Linked DNA regions of Arabidopsis thaliana: region 2 is linked to region 1. The links are chromatin contacts, called in public ChIA-PET maps. All regions are on one chromosome and are shown on one strand. Each heading gives the region's core, a stretch centred on a gene start, on an enhancer-like site or on the middle of the called end of the contact. The rest is flanking DNA. Distances are from core to core; before and after follow the strand shown.

Region 1 (4,328 bases), core at 113-2,612:
ATATCAGAGAAACTTCTCAGTTTTCCTACTTTGGACAGGTACTCTGCTATCGACCCTTGAGAGTTGTAGTCATCTGCACGTGCGCACCAACCATAAGCCTTAGACCTCCAGTCTCCTCTTTTATCAATCCAGTCCTTTCTGCCGCAGCCCCTAATCTCATATTCCTTCTCAAGCTCTGTGACACTCTTAAACCCACTCCAACCACTGTTAAACTGAGGAATGACGGCAACTACGGATTCCTGGTCAAGCCAAAGGGTTTTCACCTCAAGAGGATTGAACCTAGCGAGCTTCTTCAACCAGTAGGCTGAATCAAGGAGCACATTCTTGTTATCAGTTCTTCTTACAGGGTTGATGACAATCCCCATCCAAGGCCAGACATAAATGTCATCCACAACTGCCTGAGACTGCTCCGTTGAGGAAGAGGGGATTTGTGGGCGTGGGACATCAGCATCACCAGCAAGCTCGTTCTCCATGTATTTAGCCAACGCAAAGTGATTTGCTTTTTGCTTAGCACTTCTACTCGCAGATCCTTTGGCAACACCAGACGCATGAGCAAGTAGCTCCTTATACTTGTAATGCTGCTTCTTCTTCCCAGCGCAAAAGGGACACCTGAATGTGTCCTTCACCTTAACCTTGTAATCCCCATTCATCAGTTTCTCGTAAGGTTTTTCATAATAGACATCTATCTCAGACTCACTGATCTCTGACTCTTCATCAGAACTGTTATCCATCCTAGTAGGTGGCCTGTAATCACCAGATTTATAGGATTAGTTGACGAAAAACAGATTTAAGAAACAAAACAGGTTCTGTAGTGAGAATTCTAAGAGTCATGTTAGAATAGAAGAAATTAAGCAACTAAGAGTTGGACTTTTATTATGCCAAACAAAACAAAGAGAACCATTAGATAAATGAACAGGCAAAAGCACATATGAAGACCAATCGAAATGATGGTCACAACGATGTAAGTAATCAAAATCTTGACAATAACTAGTAAATGCGTTTACTATCACAGACACCAAGTTAAAAAAACCTAGAACGCTATATCCTTCACCAAATCAGCAGATTCGCAACTAGGAAATAAGAGCAATAACCCAGAAACACCATTAAAACTTACCCAGACACGTTCTCTGTCCCTTTGATCTGCGAGTAAACGAGCCACAAATGTTAGTCTCACATGGAAATACCTAAATCGAAAAAAAAAATCAACGAGAACCGGCGCGAAAGGCAAAGTTCTCAGTAATCACATAGAAACCCCGTATGTCACGAAAATGAACCTCAGAATCGTCGGAGAAGAAGAGTGTCAAGTCACTAACCTCAGATGATGATGACCGAAGCTTGCGCGAAGAAGAGGCTTGAGATTCAATAATACCAACTAAACGCTGATTGCAATTTAATGGCCCTATCCAATAGCAACAGTGGGCCTTATATTAGGCCCACGCAACCATATCCATACGGTAACTAACATTTTTCCCATTCGCCTCTTTATTTTCAGACACAAAACAGTTCAACTTTCAGACAATTGTGATCATACCTCTTCATTTTCATGTTTCATTAAATTATTTTGAATTTAGATCCTACATTTTGTGGAGTTATAAGTGTCTGATGATGCATTCTTATAATGGAAAAAGAGAGAAAATAGTTTTCAGGAAATTTTTTATTTAATTTTTTGCTAGATAGCAACCTGACCATTTTCAACACCTAATCCATACAAAACACCAGAATATTTGTGCAACGGACCAACGAAGAAATTCTCCTTGAGCTTTCTGAAAGTACAAGACGTGAGTAAACTATCCGAACCAGCTTGGTGACAGATCCCAACTCTCTCCACTTCCAGCAACTCCGCAAGCTTGTTGAGACCACCGTGAAGGCTGTTGCAGAACTTCATCAGGTGTTTAATGTCGTACACGGTCGGAAAATAAACGTTGATGAGCTTGAAGAAGTCTGTTTGCGAATCCGGCAGGTTTTGGCAAGTCAAGAGCTTTAGCAAGTATCCGAAATCGTACCCACTGTGGAATGTAACCCAATGCACGTTTTCGTTCAAGACGATCCCGGAGGACATTAAGAGCTCTGCGAATCTCTTGGAATCGATCCCGTCTAGCGTGTTTTTGGCAAGGTCGATGCCTGATTGCTTGAGAAGCTCGATGGAATCGAGAGCGAAGATATCGGAATCGAGATCGAATTCTCGGAAATTGAATTGCCAGATGCAATACTTGTCAGTGCCACAGGTAGGGAGGTTGCCTTGTTCATTGGAGAAAGTGAGGCCAAGCTGGATCATCTTGAGGATGTTGACGTTCGTCTTCAAGGTTTCGTAGTGGTAATCAGCGTTGGATTTGAAAGTTCCGACAGGTCGGACGACGATGCCGGGGAACTCAGTGTCCATGGCGACGTAAGGGAAGTCGTCGACGACATCTCGGATCAGATCCATTTCTTCTTGAAGGTTATCGTTCCAGACTTCGCGAATTTGAATCGAATCGTCTTTCAGAAACAGAGACATGTCTATGAATGACGAATTTGGTGAGCATCTGGATTATTGATGATGATGATGAATTGATGATGATGATAATGATAAGACGGTGGAAATAGAAAACCTAGAACGGATCTAGAGGAAGACCCGATCTGGTTTCATCAAAATCTGCGGTAAAATCAAACACCAACAAAGCAAAAATCAAACACAGAAATTGAGATAAGAAGGCGGTGGTGATAGATATATCGAACCTGATAAACAAAGCCGAAGTAGGTGGATGGATATTTCTAGAGACGGCGGCGATTGTTGTGGTTAGGGTTTCAGGGAAGGATGTGGTGGTTTATCGATACCCAAAATGGAAGCAGAGAAGAAGAGATAATATTATTATTACTTATCGATTTCTATTTTTTTAATATTTTTTTTTAATCTCTGTTCTGAATCCGATATTTTATTGTTCTCCACAAGTTTTCTTGTTTCTGTCTACTTCTGACAATTTCAGGATCGTTCCTTTTTTTGTGCGTCACAATTTTCCTTTGGCAACATTTTTCTCTTTTTTTAAAAACAATCTAATCCTGCATTATTGCTAAAACTTATATATGTATATATATATATGCGTACCAAATCCACTACTAACAAGGGAGGAGAGAAATAGCTATGTATATATAATGCATTAAGATTTTAATCCTATTTAAGTATATTAAAAACAAATGAGACATTAATGTCAAAATGCTAAAATGGGCAAAAAATCTCTAGCTAAGCACTAGCAAGTAGCAACACTTTGATCAGTTTTCTCTCCACTTTGGATCTTCTCCATCTCACTACTCAGTACTTCCTTCACTTTGTTCTTTAGCTGCAGAGCCATGTAGAGAAACAGACCACTCAAAACACACTCTTGCTTTCTTTCCACATTAAATATTTCTGGTAAGTTTCATACCTCATTGAGACCTTGTTCTGTTTTCACCGAGACATGAATTGATTCATCAGGTCCTCTTTCCCGGTACTTAATGATTTCCGCGTCATCACTGCTTCTATCTTCTTTGGCATACATCACCGGTGAGCCTCCCAGCAGATCGCATTTGGACACAGCATCAATCCACAGGTAATCCTTAAACCTCTCTTTCATCTCTTTATATATTTGAAACTGCAATGCCCTCACAACAAACATATAACTGAATCAGGATATATCAGACCCAATTATTCGGCAAATCAGATAACGGTGCACATTCTTGTGCTTTCCTTTGACACATCTGATGCAACGAAATCCATAAGGATTTGTTTCTTACTATATACCTGATCAGAAGGAGAAGTCCCACATTCTCCCGTTAGATCATGAACATATAGAACCGCGGTTGGAAGATGAGTGAGTACAGCAAGAGTTAACTTCTCTAGATTATTCCTATCCTCTGTAATTACCAAATAAAAAAATACAAGAATCAAGACTTAATCAAATATCATATAGTTATTCATCCACATGAGAGTTCGTAGCAACTAGACTTTACCATCGCATCTCCTAAGAAGGCCAGGGGTGTCTGTAACCTGCAATGCGTTTCTGGATGATTCAATAATCTATATCATGAGGAAAGTGATTAGACGCAGCGAAGTAAGCAACGCAACCTGAAATCGTTGGTAGTTTAAAACGATGTGACCCATCAGAATTCCTCTGGTTGTGAAAGGATAATTGCAAATCTGACAACCGAAAAAACCATAAGCATTAGACAATGCAAGTTATTATCACATATATAAAGATTGGTACATAAGGCAGACCTCAGGCTTCCCTGTTGACAGTATGCGAACCAATGATGACTTCCCAACGTTTGGTGCTCCGACAAGGCAAAGAGTCGGCATTTCCAAGTCAACAACTGGC
Region 2 (4,537 bases), core at 1,843-4,342, 45 kb before region 1:
GTTGAAGAATCATTAGACTATTTGTAATTACACTCAAACCATCAAATTCTTTCACAAGTCAATGACTATTGACATATATTGGTATGATATAATCCATCTAGTAATTACACTCCATCCATCTAGTTCTTTTGGAAAAAGATAACGTTGAAATTTGGTTGTGTGTCTTAGCTGTTTCATTTCGGACTTCAGCAATTTTTCATGGCATACATGCTCTATATTTCCACGGCTCTTCCTTTTATTTTCGTGTTTAAGCTCTTCTAGTTTTTGTAATACAGGGATTTTTGAGAGGTTTCGTGGTATACTGCACGAGGGAGAGATAGATAAGAGAGTTCAGTATTTGATTGAAAGTCTCTTTGCTACTAGGAAGGCGAAATTTCAGGTAATTTACTCCTTGACACATTGAATTCGAATCTGATATTTTGGGTTGTGATAGATGTAGCAGTATGCTTATTGTCACGGATAGCAAATCTTGTTGATGGTTTACTTTCAGGGACATCCGGCCGTTCGTCCTGAGCTAGATCTTGTTGAAGAAAAATATTCGCATGATCTCTCTCTTGATCATGAAATTGATCCTGAAACTGCTCTTGGTAAGCTTGGTATTGTATTTTAAAGTTTACTCCATGCTCTAGAGAGCGGTTATTATTTTGGAAGTACTGAAACTGCTCTTAATTCTACATTTTTCTGACTGAAGATATTTTCAAACCTGATCCTGATTTCGTGGAGAACGAAAAGAAATATGAGGCGCTGAAGAAAGAGTTACTCGGTGACGAAGAGTCTGAGGATGAAGATGGCTCTGATGCTAGTTCAGAGGATAACGATGAGGAGGAAGATGAGTCTGATGAAGAAGATGAAGAACAAATGAGAATAAGAGACGAAACAGAGACTAATCTTGTTAATCTTAGAAGGACAATCTACCTGACCATAATGTCCAGTGTTGATTTTGAAGAAGCAGGTCACAAATTACTTAAAATTAAGCTTGAACCAGGTCAAGAGGTAACTTCTTCCAAATTCGGATACTCTATATTTTCCTGTGCTTTCTGCTTTTCTATTTTATTGTTTAATGTTGAAATGAATCCATCTTAAAGTTTGTGACTTTCTGCAAGTACAGAAGTCTTATGACATTCTTATCCAATCAATGTTGCAGATGGAACTATGCATAATGCTCCTGGAATGTTGCTCTCAGGAGAGAACATATCTGCGTTACTATGGATTGTTGGGTCAGCGTTTCTGTATGATCAACAAAATTCATCAAGAGAATTTTGAGAAATGCTTTGTTCAGCAGTATTCCATGATTCACCGTCTTGAGACAAACAAATTGCGTAACGTGGCTAAGTTTTTTGCCCATTTACTGGGCACAGATGCTCTCCCCTGGCATGTGCTTGCCTACATTCGATTAACCGAGGAAGACACTACTTCCTCATCTCGTATCTTCATTAAGATCCTATTCCAGGTAACTAGAATCTTCAGAACTCATTTGACTATTTCATGAAACTCAATTTCAGAGCTGTTCATCTCATTAATTTGATTGGAGATATGTTCATGTGATTGATTAATTTCTTGTTTCATATGAATTATGAAATTATGGATATGTTACATCACAATTAGGGCTCTGCTGATAAATTTTGTTAAGGTGTGGAAAATTGGTATTTGAGACTGTTTGGTTTGCATTTTTTGCAGGAATTGTCAGAACACTTGGGGATTAGGCTGCTTAATGAGAGGCTTCAGGATCCAACAATGCAGGAATCACTTGAATCTATATTCCCTAAGGATAATCCAAAGAACACGAGGTTTGCAATCAACTTCTTTACGTCCATTGGTCTTGGAGGCATCACAGAGAATCTGAGAGAGTATCTGAAGAACATGCCAAGCCTCATCATGCAACGGCAGAAGCAAGTTGCGGAATCAGAATCAGGATCATCATCTGGATCTGACAGTTCTGATTCCGAGTCTGAATCTGAGTCAGGCTCATCATCTTCTTCTAGTTCGGATGAAAGCGACAGAGAAAAGAGGAAGCGAAGAAGAAGATCATGAAGACTGTTTTGCTTGCTGTCTCCAGACTCCAGCAAATTTCTTGAAATTTCACATCTTGTTTTGGCTATTTCAACTTGAATTTTCTTGAGAACTCACTGAGCAATCATCTGGTGCTGTTCTTGCATATCAATTACGCAATAACCTGATGACAAGAGAATAGACAGTGGAAGGTTTGTGAACGGAAATGTTTTTGTTTGTTGTTGTCTAAATGTTTTATAAGACATTTTTATATAATTTGCTATGGTTTTTATGGGAAATTAGCTAAGTTCTCTATATAATAGCTTTGTATTAAAATTGTTAAACTGTTTAAGATAAATTTGATCAATAGGACCATAGATGTATATTTTTGTTGGGTACATTTTGTGATCCAAATTTATTTGCGTGTTCTGATTGGAATCATGAGATATTTTAAATGGTGAAAAGTATCAAATTGCCAAGGAATCTTTTTTTCGTATATTTGTTCTTCAAATAATTTTGTTTTTTGGATAAGAACGGATATTATGATCGGTCTTTCTCACTGATTTCAAAGTCAAAATATCACAATTCCAAAAACATATATCTTAAAAACTATTTCTTCAAATTGTCTCAAAGTATTACTGTGGTGCAAAGCTTTCCAAATCGTACTAATGGTTTATTACTTTTTAAAATAAAAAGTTTTGGGTGCTCTTAGTTTAGCGTGAATCTACTACCCACAGTATCTAAAACATACTTAATTAGTAAAGAAAACTGAATTGTACTTAACTACAACTTTAAACACATGCCAAGTACCAACAACCTATCAACCATTTCCTCTGTCTTTCACATTTTGTTAAGCCATACCAGAATTAAGACCTCAATAAAGTAGATAACTTTGAACAAAGTAGATGCTTTTTTTATTTTTGGAAAACAATATTAAACTTTTTTAAACATAACAACAAAAAGGTTGGGATGGATAACTTTTTTTTTATTTATAAATCTACTGTATGTGTAAAAATAGTAAAAAACAATTTGGCCGTGGAAATCGGTAGCGTTATGGATAAGGACACTTTGAGATGAGTCACCGTTTCCTTTCTTTATAAATAATCCCGCTTCCTCTCTTTATCCAATCCATTAAATCCTAAAATCCATTATTGATTGAATCTTCGAGTTACCAACAAAAAAAAAACTCTCCTTTATTTCAGTCTTCTTTTACAAATCATAATCTTCTCTTTGATTCCATCTTGTGAACCACCGGCATAAGAAAATATGACAATTGCTTTAACGATCGGAGGAAACGGGTTTTCGGGTCTACCAGGATCGTCGTTTTCTTCATCATCTTCGTCGTTTCGATTAAAAAACAGCAGAAGAAAGAACACGAAGATGCTCAACAGATCAAAAGTCGTTTGTTCTTCTTCATCTTCTGTAATGGATCCGTATAAGACTCTTAAGATCCGACCCGATTCATCTGAATACGAGGTCAAGAAAGCTTTCAGACAACTCGCTAAAAAGGTTTGACCTTTTGTTTAGCTCAATCATCTTAGATCTGGGTTTTTAAAATTTGACATCTTTCTGATCGATTTTGATTTGATTGTTGCAGTATCATCCTGATGTTTGTAGAGGAAGCAATTGTGGGGTACAGTTTCAGACAATTAACGAAGCTTACGATGTAAGCGTGTGCTTATGAAAGCTAACTATGCTTTTTGGTTAACTTAAAACAGATTTAAATTCGCTTTTGTAATGAAAATTGATCTCTTTGTTTTTTTTTCTTTGAAGATTGTGTTGAAGCAAATTAAAAATCAGATGGAAGGGACGGAGGAATTTGAGCCGTTCGATGTATACGACGAGGGATTGAACGGAATGAATGATCCAGATTGCGACACGTGGGAAGAATGGATGGGATGGGAGGGAGCAGGAACCCGTGATTACTCCTCTCACGTTAATCCTTACGCTTGATAAACGAATGATTTCACTAATTAATTTCGAAAGAAATCATCCAAATGTGTATAAATAACAATCAGAGAGAGACTAAAAGCACAACAATGTAAATAAGTGAAATTTGTCTCGGATAATGATTGCTTAAATGTGAATAAAGTAATCTCTCCTTTGTGTAAAAGCGTTTTTAGCTTTCCTGATTTTGGAACTAATCTTTGAGATTAAGCGAAGGTTTTATTCAAACCGTCAAGGGTCAAGTTCCACGTTTACTTTTAGTTGTGGATACAAAAGTCACCAAATTCTCATTCTTTGTAACGGTTTCTTTTATATCTTATAATTGAAAATCTAAAACATATCTCAAAACACTTCAAAAACACTTTCCTTTGCAACTTCTATCAAAACAAACAATTGCAGAATCTAATCCATGGGGAATGCCCCGCTGCAGTACCTGAAGAAATTGGCAACATCATTTCATTTTTTTTGTTTGGAAACCCTAATTCATGGGTTAGTACTTTAGTAGTAGTAGTAACTAAAAAGTTTTACCTGTTGCTGAATCTTTGGACAGAGTCTGTAGCATCAAGAAGAGTTTCACTTGCTTTCTCTAAAGCCATGTAAA

What was found. ChIA-PET counts read pairs in DNA pulled down with a chosen protein or histone mark.
Region 2: an H3K4me3 ChIA-PET map of shoot shows a contact between it and region 1, with 13 read pairs. The contact joins the promoter of J8 here to the promoter of FDM5 in region 1. A contact is called at or near these places in 4 of 26 Hi-C or Micro-C datasets (callus, root and seedling), 1 of 2 datasets of contacts at active chromatin or transcription factors (shoot) and 1 of 3 other capture datasets (root).

What each region holds. Positions count from the first base shown.
Region 1 is chr1:30,356,683-30,361,010 of TAIR10.1, reverse strand. It overlaps FDM5 (XH/XS domain-containing protein), which reads right to left and starts at 1,362. Exons shown (of 9, transcript NM_001335009.1): 1 at 1,314-1,362; 2 at 1,115-1,140; 3 at 1-744. The coding sequence starts at 731. It overlaps AT1G80780 (Polynucleotidyl transferase, ribonuclease H-like superfamily protein), which reads right to left and starts at 3,011. Exons shown (of 1, transcript NM_179584.3): 1 at 1,456-3,011. The coding sequence starts at 2,494. The coding sequence ends at 1,670. PDE318 (P-loop containing nucleoside triphosphate hydrolases superfamily protein) reads right to left here. Exons shown (of 13, transcript NM_106725.5): 8 at 4,229-4,328; 9 at 4,079-4,150; 10 at 3,964-4,000; 11 at 3,755-3,867; 12 at 3,399-3,605; 13 at 3,043-3,314. The coding sequence ends at 3,225.
Region 2 is chr1:30,403,268-30,407,804 of TAIR10.1, reverse strand. J8 (Chaperone DnaJ-domain superfamily protein) reads left to right here and starts at 3,092. Exons shown (of 3, transcript NM_106740.5): 1 at 3,092-3,498; 2 at 3,587-3,655; 3 at 3,763-4,302. The coding sequence starts at 3,256. The coding sequence ends at 3,942. It overlaps AT1G80910 (vacuolar fusion CCZ1-like protein (DUF1712)), which reads right to left. Exons shown (of 10, transcript NM_106739.4): 9 at 4,465-4,537; 10 at 4,079-4,369. The coding sequence ends at 4,339. AT1G80930 (MIF4G domain-containing protein / MA3 domain-containing protein) reads left to right here. Exons shown (of 7, transcript NM_106741.3): 3 at 276-379; 4 at 491-587; 5 at 692-993; 6 at 1,145-1,450; 7 at 1,678-2,466. The coding sequence ends at 2,031.